3 separate regions of the Sus scrofa genome follow, and all the other regions are linked to region 1. A link is a contact called in public HiChIP or PLAC-seq data. All regions are on one chromosome and are shown on one strand. Each heading gives the region's core, a stretch centred on a gene start, on an enhancer-like site or on the middle of the called end of the contact. The rest is flanking DNA. Distances are from core to core; before and after follow the strand shown. Region 1 holds the start of TRIM32 (E3 ubiquitin-protein ligase TRIM32). Region 2 holds the start of TNFSF15 (TNF superfamily member 15). Region 3 holds the start of TNFSF8 (TNF superfamily member 8).

The links. HiChIP or PLAC-seq counts read pairs in DNA pulled down with a chosen protein or histone mark.
Region 2: an H3K27ac HiChIP or PLAC-seq map of alveolar macrophages shows a contact between it and region 1. The contact joins the promoter of TNFSF15 here to the promoter of TRIM32 in region 1. A contact is called at or near these places in 1 of 5 promoter capture datasets (fetal liver) and 1 of 2 datasets of contacts at active chromatin or transcription factors (alveolar macrophages).
Region 3: a contact with region 1 is called in an H3K27ac HiChIP or PLAC-seq map of alveolar macrophages. The contact joins the promoter of TNFSF8 here to the promoter of TRIM32 in region 1. A contact is called at or near these places in 1 of 5 promoter capture datasets (fetal skeletal muscle) and 1 of 2 datasets of contacts at active chromatin or transcription factors (alveolar macrophages).

The regions. Positions count from the first base shown.
Region 1 is chr1:257,049,174-257,054,166 of Sscrofa11.1, forward strand. It overlaps TRIM32 (E3 ubiquitin-protein ligase TRIM32), which reads left to right and starts at 2,248. Exons shown (of 2, transcript XM_021074548.1): 1 at 2,248-2,418. All of the region lies in intron 16 of ASTN2 (astrotactin-2), which reads right to left.
Region 2 is chr1:255,347,359-255,352,351 of Sscrofa11.1, forward strand. TNFSF15 (TNF superfamily member 15) reads right to left here and starts at 2,150. Exons shown (of 4, transcript NM_001244555.1): 1 at 1,874-2,150. The coding sequence starts at 2,098.
Region 3 is chr1:255,456,644-255,461,636 of Sscrofa11.1, forward strand. TNFSF8 (TNF superfamily member 8) reads right to left here and starts at 2,377. Exons shown (of 5, transcript NM_001025219.1): 1 at 2,183-2,377. The coding sequence starts at 2,377.

The DNA.
Region 1 (4,993 bases), core at 998-3,497:
CAGAGAGTCTACACTGCCTGCTATCTTGTCCACTTCAGTAACTTGTTTTTAATCAACACAATACAGCCACATTGAGGGATGTCACATCTGTGACTAGCTTACAGAAGACTGTGACCTTTCTCTTGCTGGTTTGGAGGAAATATGCTGTCCTGGAGAGACTGCTGTGGCGAGGAGCTGAAGGCAGTCTCCAACCAAAGCCAGCAAGGAAATGAAGCCCTCAAGCTGGCAACCTTTAAAGAACCAAAACCCGCCATCATCTACCTGAGTGATCTTGGAAACCAATCATTCCCCAACTTTCAGGTGAGCCCCCAGCCCTGGCCAATAACTTGATTGCAGCCTCATGAAAGACCACGAAGCAGAGGCTCTAAGTAAGCTGTACTCAGTGTTCCTGACTCACAGAACCTGTGAGATAAGAAATACATGTGCTTTTAAACCACAAAGTTTGCGGGTACATTGTTGTTCAGTGGTAGATAAGTCATATAGAGATATATCATTTTATATTATTCCATGAAAATTCTAGCAATTAAAAACCTCCAGACTCAGAAAAATTTGGTTAGGATATATTTGAGTTTTAACTCCTTCCACTGTCTACCCTATATTCCATAAACAAGACCTTTCTCTTTCTCCTCAGAATTCAGCTGCTAATATGGGAAGGAAAAGAGAACATTTTGTCAAAATAACAATAATAATGACAATAGCTAATGTTCACAGAGCATTTATTCAGGCAGTGCTCTAAAAACTTTAGCTCTATTAAATCATAACATTTACAACATACTATGAGGAAGATAACTATTATTATTCCCATTTTGCAGGGGTGGAAAGGGAAACACAGAAAGGCTAATGTAAAGTAAGTTGTCCAAGGTTATACAGCTTGTCAGGTGCAACAAGTTACCAAGCATTACCTCCAATCAACTTTTAGTATGTTCCCCAAAATAACCTTCCAGATGGATGAAACTGGGGTTCCAAACCCAGGTTTCTCTGATTCTGAAGCCCTCTACTACACACCGATGGACTTAATAATAATAATAAATGCAATACAATGACTGACGGTCCAACTACCTAGTTTTGGTTCCCAAACTTCTATATATCCTGGCTCCCACCTTACCTATTAGGAGCCATCCCTCAAGCCTTCTGAGAGGCTGTCTTCCAGGTGTAAGTCCTCACGTTTTATCCGCTGGATTGTTTTCAAGTCTCAATTTTTAGATTGCGTTTTTTTCTTTTCAGGTGACACTGGCACAGAGGATAATGCCATGTGAAGACAGAGACACACAGGGAGAAAACGACCACATGAAGCCATAGACAAATTGGAGTCATGCTACCCCAAACCAAGTGGCACTTGGGACCACCAGAAGCTAGAGAGGCATGTATCTGTTACCAAACTATCCTTGGGTCTAGCTTGCCCACAAGCAGCAGAGCCAATCTATTGACACCAGGTTGTGATGAAGGAAGGTGCCGTGTTTACTGCGGGGTGCAAAGCAAAGAGTCCAGGGCAGCTAGTGCTTAAAAGACCTGCGCTCCCCAAAGCTTCCAGGGAAAGGTTTTTGAAGACAAAGTGAGGGAGGAGGGTTGTGGGGTATGTGATCAGCTTATGGACCCTCTTCTGATTGGCTGGTGATGAGGTAATCAGGAGTCAACATCATCAACCTGGTTCCAACTGGCCTGGGGTCTATGTGCTTGTGGGCAGCACAGAGTTAACTCTTTCCATTTGGTGGGGGTTTCAGTATTTGGCAAACAGCTCAAAAGGTATGGTTCAAATATTAGCTATAGCCCGAGGAGGAAGCAAAAGTCCTTGACTCTGAGGGCTGAACTATTATCACTTTGTTTTACTTGACACTTTTCCTTCTGCCCTTTTTCGTGTCTCTGATTAAATTTACTCTTTGACTAAAGTTTTTCCACAGATAAAAGGCAGGTGGAGGCCATGGGGGTGAGGAGGGTCCTGTTCCAGGAAGGCCCCATAGGGTCCTGCTTGGTTACAGATCCTCCCTAGAAATTTCAAAGAAAGCCTTGCCCCACTGCCTCCTTAATTTCAGACTTCTAGCCTCCAAAACTGTGAGGGAATGAATTTCCCCTGTGCTAAACCACCAGTCTGTGACACTTCTTACAACAGCCTAAGAAAATTGATACTGATACAGGTGGTTTAAAAGTTGTATTAAAAAAAAAAAACCATTATGGTTAAACGCTGAATGAAGGATTTTTTTATAATGATTTTTATTTTTTCTATTACAGCTGGTTCACAGTGTTCTGATGAATGAAGGATATTTAAAGTACTCCACAAAGAGTATTTTAAAAATGTCTCTGTGTATGAGGAAAATAATGTGCCCAGGGTATGCAAAGCCACAGGACTGAAATAAGTACATTTTCTCAGGGTGTTTATTTTAGCCTGAGATTTTGTGGGAAGCATGGTAATTAATTTAACTGGTAAGTAACTGGACATTTTAAAAAAAGGCAAACAAATGGTTTTAAAAGAAAAGGTTTTTGTTGTTTTTGTTTGCTTTCCTATTTCTTTTTTGGCCACCCCACAGCCTATGGAGCTCCCAGGCCAGGGTTCAGATCCAAGCTGCACCTGCAACATACACCACAGCAATACCGGATCCTTTAACCCACTGTGCCAGGCCTGGGATTGAACCTGCATTCTGGCACGGCAGAGATGCCACAGTGGAAACTCCTGTTTTGTTTTTGTTTTTTTTTCTTTTTAGGCCCACACCCTTGGCATATGGAGGTCCCAGGCTAGGGGTCAAATTGGAGCTGTAGCTGCTGGCCTACACCACAGCCACAGCAATGCAGGATCCAAGCTGCATCTTTGACCTACACTACAGCTCAGGGCAATGCCAGATCCTTAACCCACTGATGGAGGCCAGTGATTGAACCTGTGTCCTCATGGATGCTAGTCAGATTCCTTTCCACTGAGCCACGACGGGAACTCTCTGTTATTGCTTTTTAAAAGCATGATTGGACTATATCCCCAGGCTGTCAGGAGTACTATTAGTTCCTGTCTATGACAGGGGAAAGGTCAGTACAAAAATATGAGTCCTGAATTGAGATTTGGGGCTTGGAGTTTTGGTTTTCATCAGACAGGGTGATAACTCCCCACCTAGTCTATGGAAGGTGTATAAGTGAGGCCTTGAGGCTGGGAAGAAACGGTTTGACACTGGCTCCCCCATCTTCCCTGGCTGCAACACAGTGGCTGGTAGAAACACACTAGGCTTCCGTCCAGAGAACTTTCTTGTCATTCTGGTTGCACTAAGTATCCACCACAGCAGAAACCCAAGGCAGAGGACAATCCCTCCTTTTTGCTGGCAGTGCCGCTCAGAACAACTCATCTGAGCATCTACGCCTTAACAGGATCATGCTCTGTGGTCATGACAGGCATGACTTGCCCCATTTTCCTTGAATTCTTAAACATCCTCTCTCTTTTTTTGAGGCTTTAAAACAAAACTTCCTCAATACAAAGAGGAAGATAGCTGGTGTTGTATAATATGACTAGTTTTTGGATGGTGGTTTGGAGCATGTGGTAGGTCTGACTGGCCTGGGTTTGTGCCCCAGCCCTGCCACTTCCCAGAAGGTGACTCTAGGCAAGCCATTTAATCTTGCTGAGCTTCAGCTGCTTCCTTTGTAAGATAAAACTACTGATGCCTACTTGAATCCTGGTTGAGAAGATTAATTGTGACATAGGGCAATAACTAAGGAGTGCCTGGTATATTGTCAGTGTTCAAAAAATGGTCCAAATTCACTTGATTGACCTCACTGAATCATTTTGCAGCTGGAATAACTCTAGGTCAGACAGGGGATGTGATTTGCCTAAGGTCGAATTTCTGAATCTGACTCACTTACTCAGCAACTTCTCTGCTGGGCACAGTGCTAACAGATATGAAAATGAACAGGCACTGTCCTTCAAGGAGTTCACAGCCCACTAGAGAGGATCGTAGGGAAGTGGGTAAGTAAAAGCCAAACCTGGTATGCGATTTGTGAGAAATCACCACGTCCCAGGTCCTGGTACTCGCTGAGAACGCAGTGAGCATACCCTTAATTAAATGCAAACCACTATATATTAACAATCTCAGTTAATCCTTAGAGCAAATCTGATCTCCACTTAGAAAGAAAGAAATGGGCAGAGAGAGTAAACACAGTTAAGAGGCTGGGTTCTCAAAATCAGTCCAGTCTGGGCTTTATACTTATGAACAAGTGGCTCTGTTATTTAGCTACCCAGATATCAGCTGCTTACCTCATAGGGTTTTGATGAAGATTAAGTGAACTATGCCTGTGAAGTGTGAAGCTCAGCCAGACACTAAGTGCTCAAAGATGTTGGTTCTGTGGGTTTTGTTTGCTGTTTTATCATTGTGAAAGGGTCAGGCTACGTACCCAGGATTTCAAATCCAAGCCCATACTCTCCTAAGCTTTACTGTATGGCTGGCTCCAAACGCCGCCAGCCCATAGGCTAGACTCTGTCTCTCCTGCAAGGATTCTACCCTTTCCTGGCTCCCCGAAAGCCTGACCTGGGTAGCTTCAAATTCAGGGACAGGGGCTCAGCGTGTTCCCCTATCTACCTCTGCTGTGGGCCTCCCAGCTGAGTAGGTGTAAGAATTCTTCACGAGATCAATCATCATATAAACTTAACTCTAGGCTGCGGTGTGTCACAAGGCAAACTATGGGCCCGAAGCACTACCTTTCTAAGCGTGTTTGGTTCTGTGCTTGCCCCACAGTGAAAGCTCGATTCTCTCTTTGGCCCATTTCTCCGACGGTAAAGCTGAGGTTCAGAGAGGCCACTGGCTGAGGACCACTCCTGGAGACCACGTTCTAGCGTACAGGTTGGAGCCAGACATATGAGTTCTGGTTTAGCTCCCGACTCGCTGCGTGAGCTTGGGTGGGCCTCCTTCGTCTCATTTCCTCTAACCTTACCATGGGGACAGAAATCAGAATTACGTATTTCTAAAGCACTGAATCCTGACCCGAAGAATCGCCGCGACCAACGGCTGGGCCGCGAGCTCGGCCCGCC
Region 2 (4,993 bases), core at 900-3,399, 1.7 Mb before region 1:
ACATCTATATGCAGCGGTCGTGGCCCTAAAAAGACAAAAAAAAAAAGAAGAAGAAGAAGAAGAAGTTCTATAACCTGGCGAAACCACAACTCCAAATGTCCCTGCATATCCACTCTTCAGGGAGACTGGTTGAATACCAGGAAGGGGGTATTAGCTTTTCCATCTCTGGAGGGAGGATGTGCAGCCCTTCCTGTCTAGTGCCAGCTTGTGCTTCAGACTCTCTTCCTGACGGGGCCCCGCTGGACCGTGGCAGTGCACCTGAGGGACTTCTAGATCAACACAGCATGGGCAATCTCAGACATGGTTTTGGGCAGAGAGAGGGTTTCCCATTAGAACCCAGAGAGCTCAGGTTCCTGGAAGCCACCGAATGCCTCATTTAAGAACAACCATGTCTTTCTGGCTAAAGAGAGACAGAGTCCAGAATGCTGACTGGACACTGCAGTTTGACTTTGTAGGAACAACTCTACAGTAGTCTAGGGGTCAGAGCCTGAGCCCCCATGCCCTCCTGCTCTCCTCTGACTCCAAGCAGCATTTCCTGTTGTCTGTCCATTTCCACATTTTCTGAGTGATGGCACATGGCCATGGCTGCTGCTGTCTGATCTTGGTCTGTTTGCTGACCCTGCTGGGCAGTGAGAGTGACGCATTAACTATGGCTTGCTCTCAGTGTCTGTGCTTTGAAGTCTCCAGCATTGCTTAGAAAACAAGTTTCCAATTAAACCAATTGAAAAGCTTATTTTCCCAAATTTAATACTTTGGACTGCAGTTAATCAGTTACCACAGATTATGCAGGATAGTATTTTGCAAAGGACATTAGTTCAATGACACATTCTTTAGGCTTTAAGGTTTTTGAAGTTCCTAGCCTAGAATTATGTTTTCCCTGTCACCTGTAAGTACCCTCCCACCATTGCATCATTGTTTTCCCTAGACGCTATATTCTTTTTTGACTAAGCTTCCCAACTCCCTGCTCCCAGCAAGACCAGCGAGATAGAAATTGGGTAAGAGGGTCTTTCTTGAGTTTTGAGAAAGGCTCGTTCCTTTCTTCCTTCTCTCTCTCTCTCTTTCTTTCCTTTTTTGCTTTTTAGGGCCCAACCTGCAGCATAAGGAGGTTCCCAGGCTAGGGGTTGAATTGAAGCTGCAGATGCCGGCCTAAACTATAGCCACAGCAACACCAGATCCAAGATGCGTCTGCGATCTACACCACAGCTCATGGCAATGCTGGATCCTTAACCCACTGAGCAAAGCCAGAGATTGAACCCAATCCTCAGGGACACCACACGGGTTTGTTACTGCTGAGCCACAATGGGAACCCTGAAAAAGAATATTTCTAAACCCAAGAAAGGGGGCTGATTCAATAAATTATAGCACACACATATACAAATATGTAATACAACCACCTATATAACATCATGCTGCTGTGAATTTACTAAAATAAATAAAATCATATCAGAAGATACAAAACAATCTATTTTATTAAAAAATATGGAATTATATGCCCCCTAATGTTAATGGGTAATGACATTTTCTCTTCCTTATGGGTGTTTTCTACCTTTTTTTGAAGGATCAGATACTAGTTTTGTACTTAAAGATTTTTTTAAAAAAATAAGAATGTTCCCAAATTATCAGTAATAATAATTATCTAAAATATGTGGCTTGAGGTTGTCCCTATATAAACATAAAAAGGTACAATTTATCCCCTGGAAATACCGAGAAAAAAAATCGAATTGGACCTCTCCATCCCTCACGTTTTGTATTTCCTCTGCATATGGAATCAAGGAATGTGATGGATCACGGAGCTCTGTCTAGAGCTGGAAATGTGGCCAAGTGGCCGCAGCGGGGCTGCTGATCCTCCAGGTCACCACGGAGTCTTGCTTACCTGAAACACACAGGCTTCTCCTTGGGCCCGGAGCTGGCCAATGAGCAGGTAGGTGGTGAGTCCTGCCAGGATGGAGAGCGACACCAGGCAGCAGGTCAGAGCCCAGCGTGCGCTGCCACTTCCAGATGCTAGCCTACTTCTGGCCTTGGGTCTGCAGCTGCCGTGCTCGGGCAGCATTTCCACGCTGGCTGTCTCCCCAAAGCCCAGCCCCAGATCCTCTGCCATGCTCTGGCTGGCTCTGGAGTTGCCTCTGATTCTCCTGGGCAAAGAGACCCCCCCATTAAATAGAAGCCCAGCTCTCGGAGTGGGTGAATTAATCACTGCTTGCTCCTCCCCCTGACCTCCCCACCTCCCCTTCTACAATACACTGCGCCCCGCCCTGCTAGGGAATGCACCGCCTACAACAGAAACCAAGTTTGGCTTAAGGAAAAAAAAAAAAGAGAAGAAGAAAGCTTTCCCAAGCATATTTATATACAGTGTGCTCATGTGCTCCTTCCTTCGTTTACAGAAGGAAGTTAGGAAAGTCCCTGGAGGAGGAGAAAAAGAATTCATCAAGTCAGTAGGTGGGGCAAATGAAAATATACCTGCTCCCTGCACTGGAGGCTGCCAGTGTGCCAGTCTGGGGAGTGTGCTTCTTCCGGAAGTGAAAGCGAGGTTGGGGAGGTATGAGATGGGGCTTGCAGACTGGGAGATGGAAAGCATGTTTGCATCACCACTTTGTAAAGTGCCGCCAAGCCCTCTGTCTTTTTGAGCCTCCTAGGAGCTTTTTCCCATTGCACAGAGGGGAATACCGACGTTCCAGGAGAAGGCACTTGCCCTAGGTCAGCCAGGGATTCAGACAGAGGAGCTAGGAAGAGGATCTAGTTCTTCTAAATCATGGTCTGGGGTTCTTGTCTCTACTACATGGTTGTCTGTGAAAGGAAGTTATATTTCTAGCCTGTGTTGACCAATTCTCTGAGGAAAGAGTATGAGGTCACAGAGGTTCAGGAGGGGAGGACGTTGACTTCTACTCTCCGATGAGTCCAAAGTTGACTAGCCTACCGCTGGGTGTGTACAGGGGCCACAACATGTAACAGGCTGACACTGAATAAACACTGACTTTGCGCCAGTCACTCTTCTGAGCACGTTAAATGTATCAATGAAATTATTTTATCCTGAGATAACCTTTTGACGAGTAATGTTGTTATTCCCACTCGACAGATAAGGGCAATGAAGCCTAGAGGTAAAGCCAGGCTTGGGACTGGGGCAAGCTGTTTCCAGAGCTTCCTAACTTAGGCTTCACTGTCTGTATGCTGTGCAGTGCATGTACAGGGATGCCCACCCCCATTCTACCAGGAGCAGGTCATCCCTTCTAGCTAGGGGTTGGAGAGGCTTCATGGTATGGAAACAAGACCTTGAATCTTAGCGAACTTGATATTGGAGAACAGAGGACCTTGTAAAAAGATTGGTTACACAAAGAGGAAAGCTTAAGGATGTCCTGTGGCATGTGGTGGAAACCAATCTGACTAGCCTCTATTCAGTTGCTCCTTCTGCTTATGTCACAGCCTAAACCCTTCAGACTACTTTGAAAAGCCTTTCATGACCTGCCCACCATCATCCCTCCTCAGTGTCCAGCTCTTCTCTTATTATTTTCCCAAGCTGCATCTCCCCCATATGTACTATGGACTACCTGTACTCTTATACATGCTGACCCTTTGACTGGGAAAGCATCCATCATTCCTTTCCTTTCATTATCACCTAGCTCCCCTATTTTTTTAACATCATATAGAACGCTTTCCTGCATCTCCCTCTCCAAGATGGGGTGAGATGCGCCGCTCATGCTCAGCAATTTTTTTTGTTGTTGTTGTTTTGATTTTTAGGGCCACACCTGTGGCATATGGAGGTTCCCAGGCTAGGGGTCTAATTGGAGCTACTGCTGCCAGTCTGTGCCACAACCAAAGCAACGCAGGGTCTGAGCCATGTCTGCAACCTACACCACAGCTCACGGCAACGCTGGATCCTTAACCCGCTGAGTGATGCCAGGGATGGAACTCAACCTCATGGTCCCTAGTTGGATTTGTTTCTGCAGCACCATGACGGGAGCTCCTCAGCCGTGTTATTTTAGCTTCCCTTTCTTTCTCCGTTGTTGACTACTTCATACTAGATTGTGACTGACTGTTTTTCATCACTCTCATTCAACTGTTAGATCAAGAGGAAAGGTACTAGGTCACATCGCTTCCCTGAAGCTTCTAACACAGTAACTGTCACATAATAGACTCTTAACCAACATCTATTGAAATAAGCATCTAACATATTGTCAAAGAATCCCAATAAAGGATGATTTGTTTTTTAATGTTCCTTGGTTATACGCAATCCTGGTTTAGCAAATCTAATAAACTTTTTCTTGAGTCTAACCTAAATCTTTGCTGTTGTAACTTTTTGTTGTTGTTGTTGTTGGCAGTGTCCATGGTATGTGGAACTTCCTAGGTCAGGGATCAAATCCATGCCACAGGCTCAACCCCAAGCCACAGCAGTGACAATGCCAGATCCCTAACCCACTGAGCCACTGGGGAACTCCTTTGCTGTTGTAACTTTTGAAAACATAATCACACTTAATATCGAATCATCCTGAAGGGATTTGCAAATGTGTTCTTACTCTTGTATTTCTTTTTTAGGAAGTTAGTGGGCTTGATCAAACGTGGGCTTGATCAAACCAGAGTCTTAAAAGTGGTAAATGGGAGTTCCCGTTGTGGCGCAGCAGAAACGAATCCTACTAGAAGCCATGAGGTTGTGAGTTTGATCCCTGGCCTTGCTCAGTGGGTTAAGGATCCGGCATTGCCAGGAGCTGTGGTGTAGGTTGCAGATGGGCTTGGATCCTGTGTTGCTGTGGCTCTGGCATAGGCCAGCAGCTACAGCTCCAATTTGATCCCTAGCCTGGAACCTCCATATACCATGGGTATAGCCATAAAAAGCAAAAAAAAAAAAAAAAAAGTGGTAAATGTATGAGTTCAAATGAAGAGGTCGGTGTTATATTCACAAGACAAAAGACCTCAAGAGATGGTTAATACTAAAAACACCAGATCTGGAGACCTGAGTTTTAGTCCCTCTATTGTGTGACCTTGAGCACTGTGGCATACTCTT
Region 3 (4,993 bases), core at 1,127-3,626, 1.6 Mb before region 1:
CCTATTTACCCTCACACAAAAAGTGTAATGTGGCCATCAGTCCATTTCATTTTTAATAATTGAGATGTGAGTTTAAGTTCCTTGGCTATCTCCCATTGATTTCTTTACCAGAAGTCCTGTTAGCATCTCTTCATTTGTCTTAAGTTTTATCTGTCCTAAAGCCAACCTGTCCTAAAGTTTTCCTCCTGGAAGCCTTTCCTAATAACTCAAGCTCAAGGGGATAACTCTCTCTTCTTAGCTCTTATGACAGTTAATAGCTGAGCAAATTATTGGAAATGATATGTGTAAAACACTTAACTTTTAATATCACAGTGCTTTTAAGCAAGTAGCTGATGTTTCTCAGGCCAAGAAATCACTGTACATGAAACCCTCCAGTCAGATTGTGAAGTGAATCTTTTCGTGTCCCAGCAGAAGGGTAGGTCAAGGAAGGCAGATGCCAAGAAGATAAGACTCTCAAAAGAAGAGCAGGAACCAAGTTTCTTAGTGATTCTGGGGCCATCTACATTGTCAAAGGGGACGGTCATAAAGAGTCAGACAGTCTTGACTGCACCACTTTCTCAGGACAATTTAAGGTCAAGCCTTTGTCTGTCCCCTTTCTGTTCCTCATTTTCCACATTTTCAAAAATGGGGCAGAAAGATCCACTCCAATTCCTTCATGGAAAGACTCAATTCAACCCAAAGTTAAGATTTGAATAAGGACCATTTCGGGGTTCTCTCTAGCTTTACATGTTACCACCACACCCTGTATCCCCATCAGCTCTCTCTCTCTTTCTCTCTTCCTTTCTTTCTCATAGCAGTTCTAGCTGCAAACTTTAAAGAAATTTGCAAAGAACACTTTGATTTCTTTTCTTCGGCTGTTGCTATAAAATAATACACTCCTGGTTTACTTACAATTAGAATTACAGAAATGATAGACCCTGTACAGAAAAAAAGGGTCCTAGAATATTTTCAAGAGTGTTATTACCAGTAGATGTAGATGAGAGCATTAAATGATGAATATTATAAATCCTACAATCTAAATCAAATGCTGTCAATTCTGTTTTCTTTCACTTTAATGCAGCCTCAGTTCTTCATTTAAATTTCAAAGCTTGATGACGATTGAGAAACAGATACCAAAGCCTTTTAAGCTTCATTCTTTTTAGCAATCAATGAGTTAAAGAGCATTCAACCCAAGGCAGCTGAAGGAAACCAGAACAAATTCTGCAGGATTGTAATACCATGAAAAATGGGAGCTTTGAAGGAATAGATAGACATGTACTTACTGTAGCAGGGTGGGGGTACAGTTTTTAAACTGTCAAAATTTAAAAATTCAATATATACTATCACTGCCGTATTTTCTTTAAAATACATGCTGGTGGATTCTCTATAAAGACCAGTTTCCTAAAATATGAAGAAGCTTCCTTCTTCATCTGTCTGTTTTCACAACAGATCTTACCATTTACTTTAAAAAGAAAAAAGGGTAAATTTCCTGAGGCAGTTTGACTCCACAGTGTTGTACCCATAATTGCTTGTAGTTTTAGAATTCTGAGCAGTCTCAGAGGGAACAGGTGTGAAAAATATTTGTGTTCTGCCTCTGTGCTCTATGTTTTTGTGACACTCTAAGCTCTTCAAAGCAGTGGCTTGGAAGGAAGTTTTCAATTTGTCTTGTGAGCTTTAACGCTGAAATGCCCAAACTCTGAGGAGCCCTGGTTTTCTCTCTTGCTTCCTTCCCTTACAGGTTTTGGCCTCTGAAACTTAGCTCCTGGTTTAAACACCTCTTAGCCCTGGATGAAGCCTCCAAAATCTCAGGGACATTTGGACTGAGAATACAGAACCTTGGAATCTGGTCTGAAAACACCTAAGACGTGATACCAGTGTGTTATCACGTCTCCTTATTGCTTCCTTCCTTGATACCAGTCTCTGGATCAGCAACCTTTAAATATCTTAATTGCTCTAGGCTGATAGCTCCTCTCCCTTCTCTTGGCTCACGTGAGCCTGGAAAGTTGGAGAAGAGGGCTTGACAGAGTTTTCTCTCAGAAAGCCATGTTACTTGGAAGGGTTAAGTTCCCATTTCTCTGCTCCCTTTCTCTACATGATGCAGGCTTTTTTTTTTTTTTTTTTTTTTTAAGCTTATCCCCAAGTCTCTGTGGAGAAAACGGAACATAAATCAGAAAGGAAAGGCAAAGAAGAGAAGTCCACTTACCGTCTTCTGAACTACCAGCACCATAATGGTCACCACGGCAAAGACGAGACACAGAGCCAGCGAGGCCGTGGTGAAATAGAAGTAACCGCGGCTGGAGGTTCCCAGGTGGCTGGTGACGGAGCCTGCGGGCACATGCATGGCTGTGTCTTGAGAAGGGGCCAGTGGGTTGAATGCTTGCTGGAGCCCTGGGTCCATTCTTATATAGCCTTCCCCACATCACACCTTATCTCTCCTCATCTGAGTCGGTCTGGGCCCATCTCTGTTCCAAGAAGGATTCTCCCCCTGCATCCTGGATCATGTGACTTGGAAAAAAACCTTCACCGGCCGCCACACGAAGAAGAAACTCTTCTCTGGGGGCGTGAGGTGAAGGGTGGCAGCAGGGGTGGGGGAGAGGCTCATTTTTCATCGCCAGGGATTAATTTGAGTGAAGAGAAACTGTAGCTACAGAGAAGGTGGCTGATGTCACAGGGTGAATAGGAAAATGACGGTTTCCCTACCCTGGGGTGTGTGTGTGTCTCTGTGTGTGTGTGTGTGTGTGTGTGTGTGTGTGTGTGTGTGTGCGCGCGCAAAGCAACTTCTGTTTGAGTCAGTCTCAGACACAAAACGCCTTCCTGACTGAGAAATTGCACATTAGCAAGGGCTGCAGCAGCTCAGAGGTGCTCATCAGAAAATGTCTCTTTGCTGGGCCTTGGGGAGACTAGCTTCCTTGGGCTGCAGTAGAGTGACCAGAAGAATTGATGATATTGGCTCCTGCTAAAAACTGGAAATACTACTAGATATCTGGGAAGGAAGAGCCCACAAATCTGGAGATTTATCCAAAGGGTAACAAGCTTATGGCGGTATGAAATTCGGGAACAGATTCAGAGATACTTTCTGAGTATCACTGATCTTTTGAAGACCCTTTTCAGAAACACTGATCTTTTGTACAGAAGTTCCTGCAGAGTGTATTGCAGTCTGTTAAATTTGCAGATAAACTTGGACTTGCTGTAAACCTCAGAAAAAGGGGAAGGAATTGGCAGTGAGGGTGGGGGTGGGGAAGTGGTAATGGTGCAGAATGTGTGTGGGGGGTTCCTCTGTGGTGTGTGCATGTGCTGTGCCTGTAGGTGGTGGGTGTGTGGCACGTGTATGCTGTGCATGTGTGGTTTGCCTTCATGACAGGAGGTGCGTGTTTGTGATGTGTGTGTGTGAGTGTGAGAGAGAGACTACTACAGTTGAACGATCATCCTCTGTTTCCAGCACAGTGCTAGGAGATTTAGAAGTTGTCTCACCTCTGCCCTCCGAGGCAGATATTTCTTTTTTCCAGATGGGAAAATTGAGGATCAGAGAGGATAAACAGAGTCTCTGTCAAAGTTGCAGATGTTGATCAATGAAATGCCTTGGGTGCACAAGCCATCCCTGGCTGGCCTCTGAACGCACACTAAATCATTCAACATGTCTTTGCACTGGAAGGATGAAAACCTGAGGGCCTGTCTCAGCCCTACCCCCTCGTTGGTCTTGGGTCCTTGTCTAAATCATTCCACCCCGCCTCTTTTCCCCATCTGCACGGACAGCCACTGTGAAGGTCAAATGAGTTAGTGATGTAAGAGAACTCTGTGAATGGGAATAGACTTGGCAGATGGTGTTGCACCATTCTGGTTAAACATTCCAAATGGTCTGGAATTTAGAAAGAATGGATTTTCTGGAGGACAGAGCTGGTCACATCTGTGGTCACTAATGATCTCCATTTCAAAATACCATTTAAAAAGTGAATCACTGCATAGTTGGTGCCTCCGGGTGTAACTCTGAAAACTTCATTTGGAAGTACCCCGTTCTTTATTGCACCCTCCCCTTTCTGCTCACTTTTGGCTGCCATGTATCTCTGAGAGCCAGCAGAAATCCCAGATCCTTCAAAGGAAATGCCCTGTGTCTAAAGCCAAGCTTGGATTTTTACCACTGCTGCCCTCGCAGATGTCCCAAGCTGCTGAGCATCAGCCGAGTTGGGTCACTGTAGGAGGTGGTCTGGATATTCCTTCCCAGTGAATCCATAAAATCATAGATCCTGGAGATGGAAGAACCGTCAAGAGGTAAATTGTTTTATTGGGCTAAATAGCATGGAATAAAGTGTACCCATTTTACAGTCAAGCAAGCTAAGACCCCCTCGATCCCAGGTTGGGCTAGGTTTTGGAAGAAGTGGGTGCACGTGTTCATTTGATCTGTCACTGAGGTGGGAATGAAGTCAGCCTGTGTTTGGGGGCGGGTGTGTACCTGGCCGTGTCCTGTGGTGGGCACGGACAGTGAGTGGGTAGCAGGGGGCTCTGTTGTCTGCCCGGAGCTGCTGAGAACAGGCTGCTCCCTTGGCCTCTCTCTGCAGTCTCTTTGATGAAAGTGGAAAACTTCTGATTGTTGAATGGAAGCTGTGGGTGTTGAAAAATAAAAAGGCTTTGCTTGAAGTGCAGGTCTTCCTGAAGGCCCATGAGGCTCAGAAGGGCAGTGGAAAAAAATGTTTGTCTTACAGTTACACGTTTTGCATATAGTACAGTGTCCTGGGAGGGAAGGCTGACAAGGGGGAAAAATCACCCTTTGTTTTTACTCAGAACCTTCTGAGCAGTTGAGATTTTCAGATCAGGTTGCTTCCCTAGCTGCTTGTTGGCCCAATTTCACTCCTCTCCCTTTGGCACTCCTCCCCTCAAGAATCATCAGTGGTTCCCTAATTCTCACCACCATTGTTCTAAACTCTTCTCTCCTGTCAAGCTGTGGCAGAGGCTCGCCCAGCCCTCCTGGTGGCCCATCCCTGGCGCTAACTGCCTTCTTTCCCCTCTCTATCCAGTCACC